Regions from separate parts of the Gasterosteus aculeatus genome. Here region 1 is linked to region 2. The links are chromatin contacts, called in public Hi-C maps. All regions are on one chromosome and are shown on one strand. Each heading gives the region's core, a stretch centred on a gene start, on an enhancer-like site or on the middle of the called end of the contact. The rest is flanking DNA. Distances are from core to core; before and after follow the strand shown.

Evidence for each region. Hi-C and Micro-C count contacts between places; a contact is called where the count stands out from the background.
Region 1: a Hi-C map of skeletal muscle shows a contact between it and region 2, with 8 times the contacts expected there. The contact joins the promoter of LOC120810238 here to the enhancer-like site in region 2. A contact is called at or near these places in 3 of 6 Hi-C or Micro-C datasets (skeletal muscle and tail fin).

What each region holds. Positions count from the first base shown.
Region 1 is chr20:14,103,012-14,109,794 of fGasAcu3.hap1.1, forward strand. LOC120810238 (ankyrin repeat and IBR domain-containing protein 1) reads left to right here and starts at 1,523. Exons shown (of 20, transcript XM_040164615.2): 1 at 1,523-1,719; 2 at 3,860-4,131; 3 at 5,010-5,310; 4 at 6,220-6,402. The coding sequence starts at 3,944. It overlaps eomesb (eomesodermin homolog b), which reads left to right. Exons shown (of 7, transcript XM_078094168.1): 7 at 1-456.
Region 2 is chr20:13,946,108-13,952,577 of fGasAcu3.hap1.1, forward strand. LOC120811217 (RNA-binding motif, single-stranded-interacting protein 3) reads right to left here. Exons shown (of 14, transcript XM_040166460.2): 9 at 5,735-5,831; 10 at 4,906-4,956; 11 at 452-568; 12 at 104-190. Among protein-coding and RNA genes, the nearest start is that of entpd3, 15 kb to the left of the region's middle. Within about 2 kb of position 4,619, at least 1 of the 9 cell types and tissues checked has open chromatin away from gene starts, as enhancers often do.

The DNA of each region.
Region 1 (6,783 bases), core at 273-2,772, 150 kb after region 2:
GTCTTGGTGTCAATAAATGTGGTGATCACATATTGTTTTCCGTTTGTGGTCACACAGAAAATATTAAGGACACAAATAATTAATTGTGCCACCAAGGGGCATGTGGCACAATATCAGCATCTGCATTATTGTCACACATTCTATCTATTCTGTTTCAGTCTGTCCATTCTCAACTTTGTATATATTTTTTTCTCCACCCCATTATGTAACTTTGTATTTGAAGTTTTGAAAGTGCAAAAGCATTTGTTAAGATACGCCTTAAAAAAACAACATGGTCTGTATGTTTTTGTGTGCATACATTAGTCTATCTGCCTTTAAGTGAGGTTATGTGTTTACAGATTATTTATTGAAGGCCTGTTGATATGAAATCTGCACTCATAAATGTGTTGAAGATATGCTATAAATACCTTCATTGCAATGTTCGAATATTTGATAATAAAAGGCTTATGTGTTCTATTGAGTGTCTGATTCTTTATTTATTATCCCTGTTTAAATATACCTTACTGTATATATGATGGACTAATTGGTATATTTAATAGAAGCATTTGTTGAATTGACCAGTTAAAGTCTGTAATTCCTCACACTGTCCTATTTAATGCTGGTATATATTTTAATTGGTTCATTGCACATTAAGAACTTGAATTTATTGTAAGTCGCTAAGGATAAAAGAGTCAGCTAAATGACAAAAAATAATGTAACGTAACATAGGAACCAGTGCATGCATGCAGGATTGATGGAAGGAAAAGCCACTTAAATCTTATCTGAGTCACCCTTTTGATGTACAACACATAAAGACTGGACGGTTGAAAGGATGCCAAGCGTAACTTCACCTCCATCCAAAAGCACGACGTGCACTATTTGATTCTTTGGTCTCTGTCGCACTCTAGTGTCATTTTATTGTACTAGCAGCTACGAAATGAATCACTCCAGGAGCCTGTTGTTGAAATCACCGGCTCTGTACAGGTTGAGATGAGCGCCATGTGAAATCAATCATATTGTAATATTATCTTATTATTCAATATAATGACCAGAACATGCTAAATCCACAAAACAATCCAATTTTGATGACTTTTTGTATTTTCTGTCCCAGGGAATCTGTACATTTGAATGACACGCTGGTATGTTCGTCACATCGCGGCACGCGTGCTGATCCCGTTACACAGTGGACTTTGAAACCAACATCATACCATAAAAAAACACCCACTTAGTTCAACATTGCATTAGATTAGATTAGATTCAACTGTATTGTCACTGCACAGGGTACAAGTACTGAGGCAACGAAATGCAGTTCAACATCCAACCAGAAGTGCAAAATAGCAAAAAGTGCAGAGTATGTGCATATGTAAAGTGTAATAAGTGAATAAATAGATATGTACAGTAAGAAATAGTTATGCAATATGAACAGTAAGAAATGGATATGTAATAACAGTGCAAATGTTCAGTGGCTGCATACCGTAATTTCAGAATACTGTTACAATAGCGTGTAAAACTAGTTACTACTAATAGTAGCATCAGTGCGTGAGCGTGTTTGGATCTCTCCCTCCGTCTGTTTTGGGGTTTAGATTGCAAACCTGGCAACCCGCGCAGCAGCCAGCAGCCGAGAGTAAACGAGGAGTTTACAGGAATAACGTCGCTGCCTCGGCCAGACGTCGTTTGCGGATTGCCTCGCCAACAAGCTGTCCTCTGTTCGCCGCCGGCGAGTGACAGTCGGTCCTCGAGGTCAGGTCTGCCACCGCGATATGTACCACGCGTGTAAGAATACTTGTCACTCGTCGTTTAAGTTACCAAGAGTTTTTTACTAACTGTGCTAGCTTAGTTGGCTAGCAGCACGGCTGACGCGCTAGCGCGTGCGCTGACGTTAGCTAACGCAGGCACGAGCGTCATGATGTTTAAAAAAAAAAAATGTTTTTTGAACAACATCAAGCTAACAATGCTGTTGTCCACTATGCGTTGTGATGAACACTGACCCTTTGAACAAACGGAATGATTTGCAGCTAACGCTTCCCGAGGTCTGTTGGCAGGTGAATGCTCTCACGAACCTGACGTTATATTGTAACTAACTCCCAAAACGGACTGTTTATTAACTACACAACACTCAGTCGGGTTCGAGCTAGCGGAAACGGTAAACAGCTGCAGACAACACGGGCAAAGGCCTGCGAGAAGGACTTCACTGACCAACTATTAACGTTGTTTACTGGTGTGTGTGTGTGTGTGTGTGCGCTTAACTGCCACTGGCAGGTGGGCATGTTTAACTGCATGTCGCCTGATGCCGTCACGGAGGAGTGTTCTTTAAACAATTGCCACACGTGTTGTTAGTTCTACAATTACAGTGTGTCCTTATCGCGGAGTGTGTTATCACCTGTGACATCGTGTGTTTGTGATGACGGTGATTCCCAAGGTGCCCGTCCTCTGTTCTGCAACAACAACAACAACTTTAGTTTACTCGCAGTAAGTGAGCCAAACCTCGACTAATCAAAGTTAACAGAGGTCAGATTTAACCACATCAAAACAACCAGTGCAGCACTATCCACGTCCCGTTTGTTCGGTCATATGCCGTCGTACTGGCCAAACAAACGTTCCATTTAAAAACACCTCCACGCGTGTGATATTCAAATTTACATTTTAAGTGTGAAGTATTTCCAGCAGTCTTAATGTTACTTGTGTGCATGTGTCCCATTAAAAGTATGCCTGAGATGTCTACAACCACCGCCTTAAATGAGCCACTTTTGTATGTATGTTATGTCAATTATGGTAGGAAAAATAAACACATTTCTATAGAGACTACATCATACACACGTACAAGAAATCACAACATTATAACCTTCATGGTGGTGGGATTTATTACAGGACTGTATTAAACAACCTTAGTTTTAGTAGGTCTAAATAATAAAATGGTAGCTGGCTGTATACCTTTGCTTCTGTATGTACACATACATATATACATACATGTAAGAGGTGTGACCCTTCAACTTCAAATTTTTACTTCAGAAATGTGGCTTGACGTAAACATTCCCTAAATTATAGTGGGAATAACTTTTTACTGCCAGAAAGATTACAAAAGCCCTCTGGAATTTGCTCCATTACATAGACACACCGAGTTGCTTTTGTTGTTTAAGCTGACCGCGTGTAAAGCTTAGTCCAGAGAGTCAGGTTCATACACAATTTAGACTGTTTACATGGCTGCCAAAAATAATCAATTGTCCTGCAAATGGAATGTCAACAAAAGTGTCCCACTTCCTTTGTTATTGTTGTGCACTTGCAGCAAGTGGTATGCTATGTATTTGTAATGTTTTCAGGAAGCATTTTTTTTCCTTCTATTGTGCACATAAGTTCTGCACACCGAGCTATTACTGTGTACGTTTTTTATGGTCATAAGAATTCAATTTCATGAGCTATATCATGCTGAAGGAGAAGTGTTTTGTTGGTTTGTGCTGGAGCTAAAAAATACATAAAAGCATCACATGGCCCAAACAGTCATTACCATATGGTGCTCTGGTGGGAGCGTAATGCTGACTTGCTGTGTGTTGCTCTTCAGTTGAGGATACCCTGTTTCACATGACTCCTAGCCTCAGTGGGACGGGCAGCATTGGCAAGTTGAGGCGGAAGCTCCTGGTGATGCCAGAGGAAGTCTTGTCCTTCTCTCCCTGTGAGCTTTGTTGGCCCTATGTTTACTTATTTGAAAAAAAAGAGAAACACAGCAAGGTTGTTTACAGTGCAGCGGAGATGCTGACAGAGGGGCTTGTGGCAGAGCGATGGGAGCAACCTTAGAGATGCAACTCTCATCCTTGTGCCTTGCTTGACTTGGACACACCTGCTAAGGAATTAAACGCCTGTTTTTCTTCTTCTTAATGACCTTCAGTATGCTGGCCTATTGGACCTGATCGGGTTGAGGACAACGTCAGCGGCTGTATCAGACAGAGCGTGAACCTACAGTTGGAAAAAGATGGGGAACACGGCGACCAAGTTCCGCAAGGCTCTCGTCAATGGCGACGACGTGCTGGCCTGCCACCTGTATGAGAGCAACCCGCAGTTCAAGGAGGCTCTGGATCCCAACTCTACATACGGAGAGTCCTACCAGCACAACACTCCACTGCACTATGCTTCCCGGCACGCCATGGCCCGCCTTCTCAGGTCAGGATCTGGTTCGAGCAAGCAAACACAAATAACATGGACATTCAGAGGTGCAAGTCTTTGGATTGGTTGCTGTCAGTGGAGAAAACAACTGATTTCGTTGAGAGATGTTGCACTCATTTTGTTGTGCTCAAGATTTTCAATATGCTGCTGTTTATTTATTCAATATATTATCATTTGTCATTCTTTTGCAGCACCGCTTATGATCTTAAGTGTCCTTTGAGCAATCTGTTTGCTGATCAGCTGGTCACTCGTATTATTGTATTGCTGCATCGTAAGATTCATTTTTCCATGGTTTGTCTCTATATGTCTCTGCCCCATCTGTCTCTCCACATAGCCATCTGTTAGCAGCTCTCAGGAATGCAACATGCTGGGATGGAGTAGGATGGGGCTCCAAGAGCTTCCCACCCAAAGAGCTATCAACCGTGCATGTGTTTATCTTTACTTTAAAAACACTAGTTTGAAAAAACAAAAAAAATATGCAGGAAACCACAAGTCAAGTTCACACATAATATGGGACTTTACGGACAGATAGATGGATAGAGATGATTCTAGTTTCCTCATGAAGCACCGAACCATAGACTAATAATTACTCTACTCGATTCTATTTCAAATATTTGTGAAGCACTACTCAAAATGCTGTAGAATATTCTGTTACACCAATCTAGAATTCATAAAGTACAACAAAAGTATGTGATATTTGTTGTTGGCACCTTTTTGGGGTTTGTCAGAGGAGAAAATTCCTTTTGCGATATTTTCTGTACTGCCAAACAAGCTTGTTAGGGGGCTACAATAGGCTCTCAAAAACAAAACAAGATTACTTTGCTAAGTAAGATATTAGTATAACTGTTAATCCGGTCTCTGTCTTGTTATTTTAGGTCTTTCCTTTTCGGAAAAGATGGGAATCCTAATAAACGTAATGTGCACAATGAGACATCTCTGCACCTTCTCTGCATGGGGCCGCAGATCCTCACCTCTGAGGGGGCCCTGCAACCTCGGATCTCACGCCCATATGAAGACAAACAGCGTCGGGCCGAATCCCTGCAAATCATCCTGGCGTGGACCGGAGCAAAGCTGGACCATGGAGAATACGAGAGCGCCGATATCAATGCCACTGACAACAAGAAAAACACCTGCCTCCACTATGCGGCTGCGTCAGGCATGAAGACGTGTGTGGAGGTGAGCTTCCAAAGTCCTGTGGACATTTTACAGTTGGCCCTTATTCATAATATTCTCATTTTAGGTATAGGTATAGAAAGGAGCCTGAGCTACCCCAATTGCTAACCCAAAAGATTCAGTATCTGCCCTATAGTACTATGACTATTTGTAGAGGAGTGGCGGATGGGGGGTGTGGTGCTCACATCCATTATGTTAAGTCTGATCAAACCGCTCCCTTGTGCATTTTTGGGAAGATGTGGTACACTGCATCTTTTAAGAATCTGGGGGGCAGGATGCTTCACGTACAAAAGTCACATTAATGAATCAAGCTATCCTTGTGGGTCTCTCTAAGCCTTGATTGGTAAAGACCTAGTTTTTAAACATATTTTGTTCCCATGACTCGTAATTAGGGAATTTTGCACTGTTTATGTTTGCCTTTTTATTCACCCTGAGGACCATACAGTGGCATATATATATAGCTAAATGTAACTTGCACCACTTGCAAAACCAAATGTTTAAGTCTGGCACATGCAGGCCTGGTGTAATAGAGAGAAACCAGCATAGGACTTATAAAACATTAGCAAAAAGCCACGTGGAAATGTCTGGGAAGCTGAAATTAAATATTGTTAATGAACGGAACAAAGTGTCTCTCGGCCTAGGCATTGGGGAAAAAACACTTATTGTACTACTAAGATCAACCAATGCTAGGTTCTGAAACTAAGTAATAATTATGATCACAATATAGATTCAAATAAGTGGAATACGCATTTTAACCACATTTGTGTAGCCTCCCCATCAACTACCTCCATAGAGGTCAAATCCAGTGTATTTGTCATGAAAGGTGTTTCCAACTACACGCCATTAAGCCCCTTAATGTAGCAAATGCCCAATCGATCAGAAATGCATGTCTGTCTCGTTTTCCTTCTTTAGTTCCTGTTGCAGAGAGGAGCGGACCTGTTTGCCGAGAATGAAGATCGCGAGACTCCATGTGACTGTGCAGAGAAGCAGCACCACAAGGAGCTGGCCCTCTGCCTGGAGTCGCAGATGGTCTTCTCGCTTGCCCCCGAGGCAGAGGGTATAGAGGCAGAGTACGCAGCCCTTGACCGAAGAGAGGTACAGAATAACATGGCAAGAGCCAGAGGACATGCAGCTGATGGTTTGTCACCCTCAACTGGTGTCCCTCACAACATTACAAACAACCTAGACTAAACATCTATGCAGTCCGGTTGAGAGACAGTTCATTGCAGTTTCAGTAAGGCGCCTTTTGAGTCAGATGCCCTGGATATCTTAACCTTTCCAAAGCCACGTAGGGGTAGGAACTGAAAGCTCTCTAGCCATAGTCTGTGTCGGTCTGCCGTGGCCTCTTAAAACTAGGCTCAATTTGTTTATGATCCATTCGGAGGTGAAATTCACCTTGCCAGGCCCACACATTGTGGATGCTCTGGTTGGGCACACACACACACACACACAATGGTCACACAAACAGCCTGCTAT
Region 2 (6,470 bases), core at 3,369-5,868:
AATAATCTAACTCAATGTAGTAAGTAAAGTTATTCTGTAAAACCCCACACAACCTGTTGTATTAAGTTTATATAAGAAGTAACCAGAATAGCTTTGTCCATACTTCCATTGTGATGGCAGAGGCAGGCACTGCAGTGTACTGGGGAATGTAGGTTCCTTGCATAGGAGCAGCTGCTGCAGCAGGCATGTACTACAGAGAGAGGGAGGGGCACAGTCTTATAACATATGAAAAACACTGTCGTTTACCTTCTGGACGGAAAGCACTTTCTGACATTTATGCTGTAATACCTATCAGCGGTTTCTGCTGTGAGATTGTTTTAAATGCAGCCGATCATATAAATCTTTCTGAATAATGGTATTGAATAGTGTAACTGGAAAGATGAACACACACACACACAGACATATGAATGTAGAGCGAGGTGGTTTGGAGGCGGTACAGCGTGAGACTCACAGTGCCTGTGGTGCCCAGAGACATGTGGTTCATCTGCTGGGTGAGAGGAGCCATCACACTGGAGGGGTGGAGAGACAAACTGGGCTCTATAGCTGCTGCTGGGGTGATCACAGCTCCCTGAGGGAGGAACAAGGTCAACTGTTTTATTGTATCGCCAAGAAGTATTATACAAGCAACAACATAAGGGGTTTATGAAGTTTAGGTTTTAAGTTTGGTCTTGGTGAAGAAATAAATCAATAGAACACACCAAAACTTTGAATTTTAAGATTTGCCTGAAATGATAACTAACAGCCCTATGAGTCCTATGCAACAGGCTCAAACCACATCTACGTGATAGTCCAGTGTGTTTCACATCGATAGAGTACTGAAACCTACTCTAGAGGAGGCTTTTGTGCCGGCCTCACGGCAGACAAACGACAGCAATAAGAATGTGGATTTTTGTTTGTTTGTTTGTTGGCCTGATCCTATTGCATCCATCTAAATCCACGGGAAAGGATCAACAGCTTCCTCGGCCTCCCAGAAGCCAAAATGGGTAGAGGGCAAAATGACGTTTTAGAGTGCTTGTGGTGCGCATGCAATGGCGGCTGGACGTTAGTCGCTCTGACGGGAAGACATCAAAACATTTATTAACGGCTTGAGAAGGTGTGTTGGTATAATATCTCAGCAGCAGGAGGAGGACTTTAGAAGAGCTCAGCAGCCACTGACACTGCAAGGTTTGTTAGCCCGTCGGTGGCAAATACTATCTACCTATATTCACCTTTCTGCTGTGTGTTGTTAAGAGAAGGGGGAATGTCTTGCATTTATTAACTTAAGTTAGTAAGTTTCTTCATAGATGTCACAGTAAACCTGGAGAGAGTTTTTTGGCCACCTGCGCTCTTGGACATTCTCTTAGGGTGGCGGAGGAGCGCAAGAAAGCAAATGTGCGTATTTGCAAAATGTAGAACTACTCCTTTAAACTGGTTGAAAAGCTGTAGTCAAACCAGAACGTAGACTAGACACCAGACTAGATGACATGGATTATGAGAGTAAAATGTCACACTTGATATGCATGTGTACTGCAAAGGGAACGGGGTGTTTACGTATGCTATACTAGTAAAGAAGAGCTTTTTGAGACAGCTAGCCTCAAAAGTAAATCGTTCATAATAGAAAGACTTCCAACCAAGTTAGATGACTAAAAACGGTTTGACAGCAGTGCAGCCAGTCAGCCGGCTCGCGGGGCAGGAGGCCTGACGGGGCGAGCGTCTGAATGGAGCAGAAAGGCTCTTACTGTAAATCTCTCCAACGTGGAGGGCTTTGATGCCTGCTAACACCTTGATGCGCTGAGCTCTTCTCTTCCAGTTCAGCTCAGCTATAGCTTCAGCAGCTCTGTATTTATTAGGAGACTCCTCACACTGTGTGCCGAGAGGCCTGGCAACATCCCTGCAGAGGCCTGTTCATTCCTGATAGCTGTTTAACTGCACTTCCCGTGAGCCCAGACAGCATCCGTGGACGTGTGTCAGCATCGCTACAGAGAGCGGTCGGCACTTCTGTAGCTGCATGTTGAGACGGGATGTTAGAAGAACACAGGTATTAAATGGAGGTATTTTGGGCACCGGCCCAGTTATGTGGCGGTCGCTCTTAAAGCTCTGTGTCTGTGGAGTCTCCTGAGGAGGCTTGAACAACACAAGCACACTGACAAAGTAAAAACACAAACAGTAATGGAAGTTCTAGCATTGTGAAGCGCTGTCAGAGTTGCTCATAGTTGCAAACCTCTGTGAGGGAAGTTCCTTGTGTCTGAAGGCTTCAGAGGGACACACACACACACACACACACACGGTACAGACAGTACAGGCAACAATCGTCGGATCAGTTAACAGTGTTGAGTGCTCTTCCTCCTGACTGCTGTGTTCAAAGGGAAATCTGTTTGAAGAACACAGCTGCCCAGCCATCAGGATCACTCCGTCAACATCGTCCTCACCACTGAATGACACACACACACACACACACACACACACACACACACAGAGAGAGGCTTCTGTACACAGATGCATCCAACAATCTGCCCACGAAGCCACACAAAGCGTCGGCTCCAGCCGGTAGATAGCAGGCAGAATCCAGCTATTAACCAGGATTTTCATCCATCTACATAATACATTCCCCCGTTTAATCATTTCTCATCCTCGCTCGCTCGCTCTCTCTCGTTCACGCAGTCTCGAAACAAGCTTCCACGCAGAAAGAAAGCTGCATTAAGCAAAAAGGAAACCTGCAAAGACTAATTGTCTGCTCTGGTTTACAGCTGTAGAAGGGTTGAACTTGCTGTCCCTGCACGCAGGGAAAGTAGTTGGTGCAAGACGAGTGTGTAATTAGATGCTGTGTATGTGTTAATGTTTTCAAGGATCGGACATTGTTTATTCTGGGGTTGGCAATACACGAGAACACAAGGTTGACGGTTATATTTTTCCGAGAGGACGGCAGAGAGAAAAGTACAGAATCTGCCTAAACTTTGAACTCGCTCCTTCTCTTGCTCACTCAATCCCTCCTCTTTTCTTCTCCTCCCCTTCTTTTTCATGCATTTCATTTTTCATTTTTTCTGTAAACAGATGAAATTGACTCGCGGAATGCCGCGAGTCACGAAGATGGCGTGACTGAGTGATTAGCAGAGGCGTTATTGCGTGCAACAGCTTCACTGTGTCGCACATTAATCAAAGTTAGCAGTCACTAACTGAGGCCCAGCAGTGAGGGAGCCTCTGCTACGATGGGAACAGAATTAAGCCGCTGTGTTTCTCTCAGCCCGTCTCCCTGAGTCCGTCTCCCTGACACAGCTTTAATTCCTCTGGTTCCAAGAAACACAATGACTAGCCGTCGCCTTTGTTGTCTTAACGGGGATTTTGACGACGCCGAGACAATACTGGGGAGCAGGCGCGCACAGCCCAGACATGCCTCTGCAGCAGTTGTTTTCTTTTCTTTGTTCTCAACGTATTCTGTCCTCTCCTTTCCCTGTGCCTGCTTCTACCTTCCTGTCCCCACTCTGTCAAATGTTCTCTACAGCTACTTTTTTCTTCTTCCTGTCCCTCATTCCGTCTTTTGCTCCTTATGTCGCTCCGTCTTCCCCCGAGTCTTTTGCGGCCTTATCAAGCGGCTCGACCAAACAATTAGAAGGGACACTTGATTGAAAACACATTTAGAGAAGGGGATTATTTTCTCTCACGGACATAATTTTAATTAGACATGACAACAGAATATTTTTAGGAGTTAGAGCACGGACACAAAGAGGAAGGAAACGAGAACTGTAGAGAGGAGGACAATAGAATTTTGAACTAATTTAACAATATATGACGATGGTTGCTGGAATCCCTCAGTTCCTGCCTGAGATAACATATCTGTGCTGCTTCTAACTATCGTCACAGTTTCAATGGAGCATTACTGAATTTTGCAGGAATATAGTCGGCAGATGTTTCCAAAACCCTGCTGGTAAGATAGAAATCTGGACGACAGATCATTCTTTTTAGACACATATCTATTGGAAAGGAGCGAGCCAGAAAAGTCCGGAGGAGCCAGCGTCGTCATGGGGTGTCCTGGGTGTCCACATGACGTGGCGTGTCTGAAATCTGATTAACACACTAATAACACGGATGTCCTCATTGTACTTCATCACTTCTCCGATGATGGAAATATTTTTCACACGGAGAATCTAATCTAATCTAATCTATTCACGCCACTTTTCAGGGCAGGCGTGTAGTTAAATCACATGAGTTTACAGGCTAGTAAAAAAAACAGTTTATTGAACTGCACTGTAGACGAGCAGAGCCAGTGAAACTGTAAACTGCTGATGAATAAATCTTTAAGAGGTGATTACGGTTTACCGTTTATCTGAAGCCTTTCAGGGTAATGGTGTGGTTCCAATATGAATCTGTGATTTCCTTATTCATTAAACCTGCTGCGCTTTGAAAAAACCAACAAGGTATTACGCATGCGAGGCAACGATGTGCCTCTCTTCTTCTGACAATTATGTGGAATATGTGTGTGCATCACTGTTTACGTTAATATCCACTTTAATATCAGTATAACATTTCGATCAACCACACCTTTGGAAGTCAGCTTTGTATCTGCAGTCTCATTTCAAACCAGCAGGGAGCAACCTTCTATTGTGGATTACAAACTCCGCTGAGCTCTGCTGTTAAAGGAGGTCGTGCACCGGCTGATTCAGCAGGGTAAGACTCGCATGCAGGGCTTACTCTTTTTTTTCAGCACTGATATGGGTTTGGCTGTCACGTGCCGCACTTGTGGGGAAGCTGTTTTGTTTCTGTTTTGTTATTTGGATCATTTTCCGTTACTTGCTTCATCTTTTGCATTGACATACGGGAAACAAATGAAAAATAACAAAAACTGCGTACAGTCACAATTGGAACGATCCAATAAATGTCTATGCTTTACATGACATAAGAACAAAAAATAGAGCGGTCTTAAAAACTTACTGTAGGTTGCATTACATACTGTTGATGTGGCATCCACGATGTACTCTGGACCTGAGGTGATGAGAGGACGCAGGGAGAAGCAACGGCAGGAAATGACAACATGCACCAATGTTGCATGTACCGGTGATGACAATTAAATCAGAAATGATAGAGGAAACAGAAAAAGATTGAGTGTTGAAATATAAATAAATAAGAGAAAATGAAGAGGATGGGGATGAGTAGGCGGATACAGAAGGGAGGAAATTATAAATATAGTTGTAAGTGGTTAAAGAATTGAAAAAGAGAAAACATAAAGAAGGTGAATTGGAAGGCAGCATGGCAAAGCCATAATGAGAAAAACACAGAGGAGAGGAGACAAAGATGAATCATTAGCTCTGGTCTTTACAAGCATATTTCAGAGCCTCAGTACCTGCAGCAGCGTGTCCTAACGGATATTACATCCCTAACTGAGGGTCCACTATACAGCATGTTATTCTGCAATTATAAGAGGATATAAAGGCCACAGCGAGCAATAAAGTCTAATAATTACTGCTTCGCAGCGGAGGTTTCATCATCAAAGTCCGCTTTGATCATTGAATGCTCAGTTAAATCTGTGGCCTGGACAGAGAGGTTTAGCAACGGCAAAATGTATGGCTGAAAATTGAACTTGTGTTTTGTAGAAGTGACTAGAAGAAGACGTAACAGTTTAACCAAGTACCCGGAATTTGGAAGAAAAAAGCAACACAATGAAACCATCACTTATTATTCTAAATACGCAACCCCATATTCACTTATTTAGCTTATCTGGAGTCCTTCCGGCCAGCAAAACTTGTGAGAGGGGTCCACACACCTGATATGTGGAGACAGGCGAAGCAGCGATGAAGGGTGTGATCGAAGTCTGTGCAATCATCCGATTGGTGGAGATGCTGTAAGGTGACGAGTAAAACCTGTGCAGCGAAAAAGAAACGTGTTACATTATGAAAAATTGCTCAACTGCCCAGCAGGGTAAAGCAGAACCAAGAGCATGTTGACAGGACGTAAATGTGGCGTCAATCAAGAGGCTCCTCCGCCCATACAGCTCTTTTTAGCTCTTCACATGTAGCCACATGCAAAGGTGAAAATGAGCCTTTGGTACGTCTTTGTTTTCAACCACAAAGTGCACTTCAAGACATCACTGACAAAATGTATCAGACATCATCAAGGCTGTCATGGAAACAATAACATATTGCAGCCTCGTTCTGTGCCTCACCATCAAAGTCGTCTTTGAATTAGACTTGACACTCACCGGAGCAAACACCATGTTACTAAGGAGTCTGCTATGCATGATAATGAATTATCGCCTTAATGTGTGAGTGGGTGAAATATTTCTGTCTTGCCCCCTATGTTCCAACCTACGCACACTGCACTAAGCACAGGGAGCTGCATCTGTAGCATCTGCATTTTCTACTCAGTTTACGTCACTCCCATTGTTTGCCCTTCTGATTTGGCCCTCTCTCTTTTTGTCCCCTTCGCCTCCTTAGCGATGCAGCGGTGGAGCGCGGTGGCTCGCAGTGCTTTATTTATCATTGTGTACCTAGAGAGGACAT